Linked DNA regions of Mus musculus: region 1 is linked to region 2. The links are chromatin contacts, called in public Hi-C maps. All regions are on one chromosome and are shown on one strand. Each heading gives the region's core, a stretch centred on a gene start, on an enhancer-like site or on the middle of the called end of the contact. The rest is flanking DNA. Distances are from core to core; before and after follow the strand shown. Region 1 overlaps Prkacb (protein kinase, cAMP dependent, catalytic, beta). Region 2 has its middle 13 kb from the start of 2410004B18Rik.

What was found. A called contact is a pair of places that touch in the nucleus more often than the background predicts.
Region 1: a contact with region 2 is called in a Hi-C map of the G1E-ER4 cell line, with 4 times the contacts expected there. The contact joins two enhancer-like sites. A contact is called at or near these places in 1 of 39 promoter capture datasets (hippocampal neurons), 5 of 484 Hi-C or Micro-C datasets (CD4 T cells, the G1E-ER4 cell line, cerebral cortex and 1 more) and 1 of 9 other capture datasets (macrophages).

Annotation. Positions count from the first base shown.
Region 1 is chr3:146,782,027-146,788,539 of GRCm38.p6, reverse strand. All of the region lies in intron 1 of Prkacb (protein kinase, cAMP dependent, catalytic, beta), which reads left to right. Among named protein-coding and RNA genes, the nearest start is that of Prkacb, 28 kb to the left of the region's middle. Within about 2 kb of position 4,144, at least 37 of the 459 cell types and tissues checked have an H3K27ac peak or open chromatin away from gene starts, as enhancers often do. A contact at or near this core is called in the G1E-ER4 cell line, where this site is marked.
Region 2 is chr3:145,948,259-145,954,464 of GRCm38.p6, reverse strand. No RefSeq gene overlaps it. Among named protein-coding and RNA genes, the nearest start is that of 2410004B18Rik, 13 kb to the right of the region's middle. Within about 2 kb of position 4,249, at least 183 of the 459 cell types and tissues checked have an H3K27ac peak or open chromatin away from gene starts, as enhancers often do. A contact at or near this core is called in the G1E-ER4 cell line, where this site is marked.

The DNA.
Region 1 (6,513 bases), core at 2,895-5,394, 830 kb before region 2:
AAGGGTATATGTTTGGCTGACTTACAGTTCAGAGTTTAAAGTTTCTTCTGAGATTCATCCAATCACTTAACTGTAATCCCCAAGGCAAGACAGGAAATCCACTAGGCAAACTCCAAACTCTACATCTCCAAGTCTGATGGCAAAATGGTCTGCAGATCTCCAACTCCTTTTTCATCTTTGTTGACTGCAACAAACTTCTTTCTTGTGAGCTGGTTCCACTCCCTGTTAGCAGCTTTCCTCAGCAGATAGCCCATGGCTCTGGCATCTTGAACATCTTGGGGTCTCTAAGTCAACTTGAACTTCACAGCTTCTTGTTCCAGTGTCTAGGATCCACACATGATCCTCCAAAAGGCTTGGGGTCACATCTCCAGCTCTGCTCTCTGTAGTACTCTAGGCTCTGGTTGACTTCACTGCTTCTGTTGTTCTTGGTGGTCATCCCATGGTACTGGCATCTCCAATCTGCTGGGGTCTTCCGCTGCAACTAAGCTTCACCAATAGCCTCTCATAGACTCTCTCTTCATGGTGGCAAACCTCATGTTCTTTGCATGACCACTTCAGGCCTTGGCTATTAACTGCAACTAAGGCTGCACCTTCACCAGTGACCTCTCACATCTGGATCAGAAACTGTGTCCTCTCTTGTTGAACACTATGCTGAAAGTCATAGACATAGAGTATAATAAGGAAGGTAAATGGATGGCATAAATCTGTTCAAAATGATTAAATGTATATATAAAATCCCAAGAAATGTAAGAAACAAGGGAGGACTAGTAAGTTCACATGTTAGTCTGCAGTGATGATATGTATATTCTTTGCCCAGGGAGTGGCACTTAGGAGGTGTGGCCTTGTTGGTGTGTCACTGTGGGTGTGGGCTTTAAGACTCTCATCCAAGCTGCCTGGAAGCCAGTTTTCTAGCAGCCTTCAGAGGAAGATGTAGAACTCTCAGCGCCTCCTGCCCAGTGCCTGCCTGGATGCTGCCATGTTCCACCTTGATGATAATGGACTGAACCTCTGAACCTGTAAGCCAGCCTCAATTAAGTGTTGGCCTTATAAGAGTTGCCTTGGTCATGGTGTCTGTTCACAGCAGTAAAACCCTAACTAAGACAGAAGTTGGTACCAGGCTCTGGGGTACTGCTGTGATAGGCCTGACCATGCTTTTGTTTGGAAGAAAGTGGATTTGGGGACTTTGGATTTGGAAAGCAATGGACTGTTTTAAATGGAGCTTAATGGGCCATCCTAGAAGGAATATGAAAGACTTTGTTGCTAACAGTGATTTGAACTGTGGAAGCCTGGCTCTAGAGGTTTTTGAGGAGAAGAATTTTAGTATGTGGCCTAGAGACTGTCCGTGTGATATTGGTGAAGAATGTGGCTGCTTTTTGCCCTTGTCTGAAGAGTCTACCTGATGCTAAGGTAAAGAGATTTATATTAATTGCAATGACAAAGGAAGTCTCAAAAAAGCCCAACAGAGACTTTGTTCTCTGGTTAAGTCTCATGAAGTGTTTTGAACAAGCAGAGCAAGCTTAGAAAGGAAAAATATAAAATGTATGGTTCAGGTAATAATAAAAGGGCACCAGGAAGTGAAATGCAGCTAAATCCCGAATTTGAGGAGATGAAGAGATTAAGGGAGTGCTGATCTCAGGGTAAGACTGTTTGGAGTTGAACAGGAAATAGTTTGGACTTTTAATCTGGAACGAACTACAATCCAGAAATGGAGAGCACACTTGTGATCCGGCTCTTGGAGCTAGAAGACACAGACTTTTGATCTGGATCTTGAGGAACAGTGGCCCAGGCATGGTGGTGCACACTTTTAATCCCAGAAGTCAAAGTAAATCAGATCTCTGAGTTCAAGGCCTTCCTGAGACAGAGAAAGTCTTAGGTGAAGAAAAGCTTAAATTCAGGCCTTTAATCCCAGCATTCCAGAGACACAGCCATGTAGATTTCTGAGTTAAGGTTAATCTACAGATCAAGTTCCAAGACAGCCAACTTTAGGCATTGAGGGAGTTAGAAAATCGAAAGCTGATAATAGAATAAGGGAGGGGTGGGCATGTTCCAGATTCAGCGGCTTTGGCTATGGGGCTTGGGCTTTAGAGTCAAGAATTGAAGGGACTACTGGGACAATTGCTGCTGGTTAGCTGGAGCTAAGAAATTAGCAGTGATTAAGAAGAGACCAAATCACTGAGGTGAAATATTCTGGTAAATTTTTTTCTGATAGCACAAAGAAGCTGTGTTCCAGAGATACCCAAGGTTGTACCTTGTGCTGCAGCAGGACTTAGTAATGTACCCAGGTGGTACTGGGTTTGAATGTATGAAGGGGTTATGGATAGCAACTGAGGCTTGGCACTGAGAGGCCATGGAAGGCCATTATGAAGGTGCAGCCTTAGTTGCAGTTAATAGCCAAGGCCTGAAGTGGTCATGCAAAGAACATGAGGTTTGCCACCATGAAGAGAGAGTCTATGAGAGGCTATTGGTGAAGCTTAGTTGCAGCGGAAGACCCCAGCAGATTGGAGATGCCAGTACCATGGGATGACCACCAAGAACAACAGAAGCAGTGAAGTCAACCAGAGCCTAGAGTACTACAGAGAGCAGAGCTGGAGATGTGACCCCAAGCCTTTTGGAGGATCATGTGTGGATCCTAGACACTGGAACAAGAAGCTGTGAAGTTCAAGTTGACTTAGAGACCCCAAGATGTTCAAGATGCCAGAGCCATGGGCTATCTGCTGAGGAAAGCTGCTAACAGGGAGTGGAACCAGCTCACAAGAAAGAAGTTTGTTGCAGTCAACAAAGATGAAAAAGGAGTTGGAGATCTGCAGACCATTTTGCCATCAGACTTGGAGATGTAGAGTTTGGAGTTTGCCTAGTGGATTTCCTGTCTTGCCTTGGGGATTACAGTTAAGTGATTGGATGAATCTCAGAAGAAACTTTGGACTTTTAACATTTTTCAGACTCCTGTAGTTTATGGGAACTTTGGAAGTTGGACTAAATGTATTTTTTTATTATACTTTGGCTAGGTATAACCCCCCAGACTCATGTGTTTGAAGAAGCCAATGGGGACTAAGGAGTGGAATCAGACTTTATGAGTATGCTTGGTCCAGGGGGTGGCACTATTAGAAGGTGTGACCTTCTTGGAGTAGGTGTGTAACTGTGGGTGTGGGCTTTAAGACCCTCATCCTATCTCCCTGGAAGACAGTCTTTTCCTGTTCCTTTAGAATAAGATATAGAATTGTTAGCTCCTCCTACACTGTGCCTGCCTGGATACTGCCATGTTTCCCTCCTTGATGATAATGGACTGAACCTCTGAACCTGTAAGCCAGCCCTTATAAGAATTTCCTTGGTCATAGTGTCTGTTCACAGCAGTAAAACCACACACACACACACACACACACACACACACACACACACACACACACACACAGAGTGCAGAAAGGTAATGGAATGGGAGTTAGAAGATTTACACTGTAAGATTTTAAGTTGACTGGCAATTCTGAAGCTTCCAAGTCAGTATGGTATGTGAAGGGACTTGGCACAAGTTGATAAAATAAAAGACTAAGACCCAGGAGTAGATACATATATTCAGCCACCTGAATTTTAATAGGTGCAAATGAAGTTTAATTGTAAATGGATATGTATATTGTTATAAATCTACCCAATGGAATCCTTACTAAAAATATGAGCTATTCAGACTGTGTAGGTAAATGCCAGTCACTGTGCTATGCTACATGAATTTCACTTGCTGTGTAAATCTATATTTACATAACAAGGTCATGGCTGTGTCATTTTTCCTCCACGTGAAAGCATTACATACTAAATATGATCCCATGTCTTCCTTAATCTTCAGACTTCTGTACATAATTTTGCTAGGCCCCGGTGTGTTTGCAAACATAGATACAGATATGAAACTGAAAGGCTTCAAGATCTGTATCAAGATACAGATACAGATATAAAACTGAAAGTCTTAAAGGTCTGTATCAAGGTCCGACCATCTGAAGGAAAGCATACACTGGCAGAGTCTCAGACACTTGGCAATAGGTCCAACAGCCCATCTTGCCCACCACCACTTTCACCTCCCTCCCCAGCCAAAACTGAAACTGACTTGAAAGGTCCTTCTGGAGAGTCAGCTCATGCAGCCTAAGGGCTTTTTCCTCTTCTTGAAGTAGGCGTGGTCAGATGAGCATGGTGCCATAGTCCTGCTGTCCCAGTGCTCAAGGACTCTGAGACAAGGGATCTCAAACTCCAGGCCAGCCTTAGCAACATAACAAAGTCCTGTCTCAAAATACAGTGTTTGAAATATCTGAAAATAAATCTTGTCGGTGTAGTTTGTGTTTCGAATGTTTGAGACCCCTGGTTGAGTTCCCAAATAGCATTGAGGTGGGTGGTGGGAATCACATAATATCAGTGTTGTTATTCACTTGTAAAGACTATAGGAGCCTTAACATCACAAATGCAGATCTCACATGTGGTAAAGTATTTAGCAAATATATTGCTGATATTTGCTATTTCTGTGTGCAAGCCTGTATACCGTGTGTGTGTGTGTGTGTGTGTGTGTGTGTGTGTGTGCGTGTGCGTGTGCGTGTGCGTGTGTGTGTGTTCCATCTCTTGGCATTCACAGCACGTTTACCTTCAGAAACTGCTATTGTTTCTTGTAATTCCAGTTTAGCTGGAGCTGCAGTTGTTTCTGTCAGGCAGTAGATGCCAGCAGAGTTCTTTTAAACTAAAAAGCAAGTCTCTGGCACCACCATAGCAACAGCTTCCTGTCACACTACTACAGACAGATATTTTAAAAATTAAATATTCTATGTTTTGCAAGGTCTTTTGAACAAAAGGAACCAGTTTTATAACCAACAACAAAAAACTATCAAACATAGCATTTTCAAGATACTCAGTTTAAGTTTACCTTTTTGATATAATAATTTTAAATCTTATGTATTTTAGTTAAATGAATCCCTGTGTTGTTGTTTGAATGTGGGACTTTATTTAAGCAATATCAAACAAAGGTCTGGCTAGATGTCTGTTAAAAGGCATAATAGCTGACATACTATGTTTAGTTAGGTTTGGCAAGGAACCACCATGGGAGTCTTATCTGGGGAGGCCCATGCAGCAGAGATGAATGCAGGAGCGTTTTCAGAAATCTACCTTTGCACTTAATGAACAGAAAAGAATGAAATCAAACTTTGACTGTAGAAAACCTTGAAAGGTCCAATAATATCACTTCTATTTTTTTTTTTTTTTAAGAATTATTTATTTATTATATGTAAGTACATTGTAGCTGTCTTCAGACACTCCAGAAGAGGGAATCAGATCTCGTTACAGATGGTTGTGAGCCACCATGTGGTTGCTGGGATTTGAACTCTGGACCTTCGGAAGAGCAGTCGGGTGCTCTTACCCACTGAGCCATCTCACCAGCCCATCACTTCTATTATTAACTATAAATTACTTAATGCTTACTAGTGTATTTACAATTAGAGTCCTGTTATTAACAATAATGTTTTCTAGTATATGGTGATTTTAGTTAGACTTTTGGAGTGCTAAAAGTTATGCTTATATTCTTTATTAATCTTATAGTATATAATAATATGCATATATGTAATCATGTGCTCATGAATTCAAATAATACAACAGGAGCACAAGCTGATAGACAGCCAGTATTAGTGTGACGTGACAAGGGTCGTGGAAGCAGGACAGCTTCTTTCCTCGTTATGTAGCAGTTATGTAGCAGTGCTCTGCTGACAGCGCCACCACTCTGTGCTCAGCATGACAGGGAGCAGAACTCTCTCAGGAGAGCCAGTCAAGGGAACTGAATGCTTTCATCTGTTTTTTGCCTACTGGTCACTGTGTGCCAGACACATTTAGACACTGCAGGCTCCTAGTCTTTCTGTCTTGTAAGATATCTCCACGTGTTAATAGATCACTGATTACACACAGTTGACGATTTTAAAAGCAGCACATTTTAAGGTTGAATGGTTGGTCCTGTAGGTCCTGCTGTATGCTTGTCTACCCTGGTGGTATTACTCCAGAGAGTCACTGCAGGGTTTCAATGGCAGAGCTTTCTGCTCAGGGTCTCCCTGGCAGGCCTGCCTGTGACCTGCCTGGTACTGCTTATTTTATTTAACATTATTGTTTTTATTTATTGCATTAAAATACTTAACAGGAAATAGGAATTCAGATATGTTTCAGAAGGACAAAGACTTTTTAAACGTCTTTCCCTTTCTTTTCCCTCTTTTCCTTTATTTGAACTTCCAAAGAGAAAACCATCAATTTCTGACACGCATGATGTAGACAGGCAAATACTCAAAATCCTTAAATGCTACCTTTATCATGCAAACTGGACATGACTTTTTTTTTTATTGTATGTGATGTTTCTAAGAGATCCTTAAATTAGACTAAAGAAGCAGCGGCCTTCTGTGTTAGGGCTTTGACAGTCATTAGCCAAGCAACAGGGATTCTTTTCTCAGTTAAAATTTCTTGGTATGGCTAATAGCCTATAAAATTATAATAGATGGTTACTATATGATTTCATAA
Region 2 (6,206 bases), core at 3,000-5,499:
CTCTGATAGTCCACTATGGCAGACAACCCATTGTGATAGACAGCCCACTGTGATAGACAGCCAATTGTGATAGACAGCCTACTATGACAGACAACCCATTGTGATAAACAGTCAACTGTGATAAACAGCCCACTGTGATAGACAGCCCATTGTGATAGACAGCCCACTGTGATAGACAGCCCATTGTGATAGACAGCCCACTGTGATAGACAGCTCATTGTGATAGACAGTCAACTCTGATAGTCCACTATGGCAGACAACCCATTGTGATAGACAGTCAATTCTGATAGACCGTCCACTATGGCAGACAACCCATTGTGATAGACAGCCCACTGTGATAGACAGTCCACTATGATAGACAACCCATTGTGATAGACAGTCAACTGTGATAGACAGCCCACTGTGATAGACGGCCCACTGTGATAGACAGTCAACTCTGATAGACAGTCCACTATGGCAGACAACCATGTGATAGACAGTCAACTGTGATAGACAGCCCACTGTGACAGATAGTTAGCTCCTGGGTCTTTCAGTGCAACTTTTAGACTTAAATACTCTAATGACATCCTGTGTTGGAGAAAGACAAGGAATATACCTGCATAACCAATGCTGCTAACATAACAAAGGTTTATATCTCACTCCACATAGCCAACGTGTTCCACAGAGCCTCTTCAGGACCCAGCTCAACAGATCTTGCACTGGCTTTAGGGGAAGAGACCAGGGAGACTTCCCATCCAGCTGTCAGATGGTTTTTAACTGACTGCCCTTGAGGCCAGTCATGAGGCCTGGATTGCCTTCAAAAGAGCTGGGACTTGTCTACCTTCCAATCAGAGAGGAGTACCAGACATGGGCAAAGAATCACGGGCTCCACCTTATCCACTCAGCTAACACAGCACAGCACATCCAGTTCGTGGTGATGTATATTATACAGTAAGTTTTAGATTTTTGTTTATTTGACTTTTGAATCAGAGATTGGCTTTGAACTGGCTAAGCTAGTTTAAGAAAGACAACCTTGAAGTCCCCATCTCCTTACCCCCATCTCCAAAACACTGGGATTAGAGGCATGCAAGAATACACCTGGCTTTTGTTCATTAATTCGTTGATGGTTTAAGGCATATAATAAAAATTTCCATCAATGTTGTCCATTTAAAGAGTCTTACAGTTGAGGTTTATACGCATGACAAAGGTCAAACCACAGTACCAACACTGATAAAGGAACCGTTGGGACTCTTTTATCAGTTAAGTACTTCTAAACCCACACGGAAGGCAAAGAAAGAGCGGGAACAAAAGGACTTTTGCCTGAACTATCTCCCAGTTGTAAAATAGTTCCTGGGGTTGTCTAACATTTAGAGATAAGAAAACGAGGCCGGGGAGAGCGTAAGCCTTTAGCTGTTAGCCAGGGACAGGATAGACCCCAAGAGTGATATCACAGAGTAGCTGTGACATGCTCTCTAAGTGTCAAAGGAAAATCCACTGCCCCTAATTCTGGAGCCCTGTTCTGTTCCCCTCTACCAAAGGAGTCATTTTCTTATCACTGCCAGGAATGACAAATGGCGTCAAAGCATATGCTGGCCTCTAGACTCTCTCGGTAGAGCAAGTAGCTGTGTGTCTTCCCAGCTCTTCTTATCCTGGCCCCTGTTAAATGTCTCCAGCTTGTGGGCTTCCCTCCCCCAGCTGCTCATTCCCACATAACCTTGGCATTTTGGCTTTGTGCTCTCCTGGTTCTCTCTCTTGTCTTCTCTTGGGCCCCTCTCTCTTGCCCCTCTCTCACTCCCCTCCCCACCGCCCATGGTCCATCCAGTCTGCTGGTCTTACTCAGTGTGCGACATTTTCTCCCACTCTGGACTCTTCCAGATGCCTCTGGCTGTACTCTCTCTCATACCTACAATAAAAACCTTCCCCTTGGGCTGGGCATGGCACACGCCTTTAATCCCAGCCCTCAGGAGGCAGAGGCAGGCAGATTTCTGAGTTCGAGGCCAGCCTGGTCTACAAAGTGACTTCCAGGACAGCCAGGGCTACACAGAGAAACTCTGTCTCAAATAACCAACAAAACAAAGCAAAGCAAAACAAAACAAACAAACCAACCAACCAAACCAAAAAAAAAAAAACCAACCTTCCCCTTAACCATACCTTGGCGAGGTCAAGTCCTCACTTTATACAATAAACAAGCTAGGATCCAAAGCCTAGTGAAGCTCTACAGTAATTGAAGATCCCCCCTCCCCCACCTCCATATCCTCATTTTTTTTGTTTGTTTGTTTTCGAGACAGGGTTTTTCTGTGTAGCCCTGGCTGTCCTGGCGTGCGCCACCACACCCAGCCCATAGCCTCAGTTTAATGCGAATGAACAGTCCGTGTTTTCAGGGCTGATTGGCTTTTCATAGTCATCACTCAGGGACTTCAGTCCCTCTCGGGGACTCAGTCATCTCTCAGCGTGTCTCTGAATCACTTTCCTGGGCTTGTCACCAAAAGGAGGTTAGCACATCCACACTCTAGTCAGCCAGAAAGGGGAGGACACTGAAGGGGGCGGATCTAGGCTCTGGCTTTGAAACCTTAGGGAAAACAGGAGGAGGAAGGACAAAAAGGAGACAGTGCATCGCTTTGTGGTAGGAGAGAGGGGTTGAGAGTAGGGGACTTAATCAGTCGAAAACGTAAAGATGACTCCATCGCTGTGACAGAAGACTGGAGGCAGCTGGCTTATAGAAAAGCACATTTTAGCTCATGGTCCAGGGTTTTCAGCTGGTGGTCACTTGGCCCTGTCCTCTGGGCTTGTGGTGAAGTAGAACATCATGGTGCTAAGTACACGGCGGGGCAAAGTCATTAACTCACGGTGGCTGGGAAGCAAAAGAGAGGAAGGATCTGGACCCCCGGGGGGGGGGGGTCCCTTCAGGACGAATGCCTGTGACATCATTTCCTTCCACAAGGTCCTGCCTTCTAAAGGCACCACCACTTCCTGGTAATGACACAGGCTGGTGACTGAGCCTTTCAACATGTGAGCCCTTGGGGACATTTAACGTACAGTCAGAGGACAGACTGCTGTCTCCTCTCTCTCTGCAACTTCTTTTATCTTAAGTGAACTGAGGAGAAGAGAAACCCAGAGGGCTTGTCAGTGAATGAGCACTTCATGATTGTGTGGTTAAAGGGTGCTGAAAAGGGAGCCATGTTCCCGGCCTGGAAGAGTTAAACAAGCCGAGGGGGTTCAGGGCTGAAGGGGGTGCTGAGGCTGAGGCTGAGGGTCTCAGGTAGGTTGGATTTTCTATTTAGCCAAACAGTCAGGAAAATATTTTCCTAAGCCACATGCAGTGGCTGTAATCCCAGCACTGAGCTAGGATGCTTACTAAGCATTGAGAGGCTGAGGCAGGAGAATTCCTAGTTTGAGGTCAACCTGTGCTACAAAGGAAGTTTGAGGCCGTGATGAGCTACACATTGAGTCCCTGTATTAATAAAAGAGCAAATTTAAACCTATTTCACCTACTTTTATATTGTAATAATTGTGATTTTTAAGTATACACTGCTGTCCTGTAAACCAACATGATAACACTGTAATGGCAGGGAAGCCATTACAAACACACTGCTGTTTCCATTCCGGTCGGGGCAATTAAGGAGGGGCTTTTATCGCGACTTCAGTAACTGGGAGAATTTCATTCATAAGAAAATGTTTCAAAGATAAGGCAAGGGGCGGGTGAAGAAGAAAGCATCATGGGGGTTGGGGGAGGGGTCAGGAGGAAGACTCGTGCGGGTTTTATCTCTGACAGGATGGTGACTTTTGCTGTTTCCTGCCTTCAAGAGTGTTGTAGGATTTTTGTGTTTTCTAGAGACAGTTTCACTCTGTTGCGCATGCTGGCCTGGAACCTGCCCTCTAGCTCAAGCTGGCCTCAGACTCACAGTGCCCCAGCTGCTTCCCATATGAAATGCAAGGCTCTCCTGCGCTCTGCAGATGTCATAAGCCAATTAGGCAGGTGTGACAGATGCGGCCAGCTCGGAGGCGACTGAAATGTGATTCCCTGGCTAGGAGGGAGACTGGGTCCTGTTACTCCTCCTGAGAGATCCTCTCTTGGGCACTGCTTTTTAACCCTCAGACAGACTCTATCAGGAGCTGGGGCTGAGAGATTTCCTCAGCCCTTCAAACCGGGATGAGCAGGTGGCATCCTTCTGTAGGAGCGGGGAGAAGTGCCTGTACTCTCTTCTCGGGGTAGCTCAGGCTGCCTCCAGCAGCAAGGAAAACCCGGATCTAAGGGATGCTCTAGCGCTCCAGGCAGTTGCCAGTTTTTTAGCAGCCTCTAGCTCCACCTAAGGTTTGTCTCTGCTAATTGCCACCCTGTTTTAGTAAAATAAAAGTTGCGGGAGTGGAGGGGAGGGGCCGGTTTACTTGCTTTTTTTTTTTTTTTTTTTTTTTCTTCTGGAGTGTTCTTTTCACTCCAAATTTGTCTTTCCTCCATTTCAGTCATCGATTTCTATTGCCGAAAGCAAAACGACCAGGTTCTCAACGGAAGCACAGACGAGGGCCGCTTTTGAAGCGGTCTAAAAACAGGAGCATGGTTTTTGGGAAGAGCTAAAAGAGGGCCTAGAAGAAACGCCACGTTCTTGGTACAAAGAGGTAGTTTGTGGTAGGAAGCTTAACATTTAGAATTTCAAGGTGCACAGAAACATTGAAAGCGGTTATTCAAATGTAGCCTCACGAAGTTAGCTGAAGCTGGGCATAGTGGCTCATATAACCCTCAAATGGAAGAGGTGGAGGCAGGGGGATCAGGAGTTTAAGGTCATCCTCCACCAGGTACTTAGAAGACTACCTGAGCTCCATGAGACTAAGCTCGAGGTCCCGCCAACCCCCAACAGGAGAAGAAGTTAGGAGCACAAATTCAAGCCAATCAAAGAACTCTAAGCGTTTATGATTTCATGTTGAAAACTTAAAAAAGGCAAATTCATGATCAACACTCTTACCAAAGACTTAAAATGCCCACTATAGTGTTATTTATTGTGGTAAATTTTTTTGAGAAGCTTTATTGTCTGGTAACTAAATGATAAATTATGATACAATGAACTTGAATACTTGTAAATAGTTTTAAAACCATTTTGTGTGTGTGTACATGCATGTGTGTGCGCATACGTGCCCTAATCTATATATGTGCACCATAATCATGCAGGTGCCCTCAAAGTCCAGAGAAGGTGCTAGAGTCCCTGGAACAGATGGTTGTGAGCCATTCAATATTGGTGGTGGGACCAGAACCTAGGCCGTCTGCAAGAGCAGCAAGTGCTCTTAACGGCTGAGCCATCTCTCTAGCACCCCAAAAATAGATTTTTGAAAAATCCTTGCAGGACTGAAAAGGTTAAATGTTAAATAAAAGAATATTGATCTTGTCTAGCATATCTATGTACCTGATATATGTAGAAAATTAAGAGAATAGTAGATTTTCTGCCTATAGTTGCTTCCTGTTTCTTTTCTTTTCTTTTCTTTTTTGGTTTTTCGAAACAGGGTCCTGTGTCTATTTTTAGAACATCTACAGTGATCAATTATCATTTTTCATTATCAGGAAAACTTTTGTGACTATTAATATTACAATGTTATATCTAACATTGATATAATGAGAATTAATTGAAGCAACTGGACTTAGGAATAATAAGGTGTATTTTGGGTGTAAATGTTCTGGTTTTTGAAAAGACTAAATATATTTGTAGGAAAACAATAACAGCAAACCCCAAACACAAGCATGTAGACTTTGTGTGTGTGCTTCTGTGGCACACAGGCTGTTTCCCTAGCTTGAGACATTTCTGTGAGACCACTGATACACATTCTCTCTCACTACTCACCAAATTCCCACAATTCCCATTGGAAAATGAGTTGAAATCCTGAAAATAACAAGAAAATCTGAATGCTCCATAAGCCACTCTCTTCAGTGCCAGCTTGTATGCTCTGAAATCAACTCCCAGGGCAAGCAGATGAAGTGAGGAGCTGGGCCTTAGCTCCCTGGCCAGGGTGGCACGAGATCGCCTTTCTAGGGTTACAGTGCAAACATAAGTGGAAAAAGAGCAGAAAAGCCAGGTAGCTTATAACCAGCCAGAACCCACTGGGCGAATTCAGCACCCTCTAAGACAGTTTAAAATACACAAAAATACAGTTTATCTAGAAAAAGCCATTTACCACGGAATTATTTAAGTTAGCATCTCTGGTTGGCTCCAGAGGACCTGGAAATCTATTTCTTTCTCTCTTTT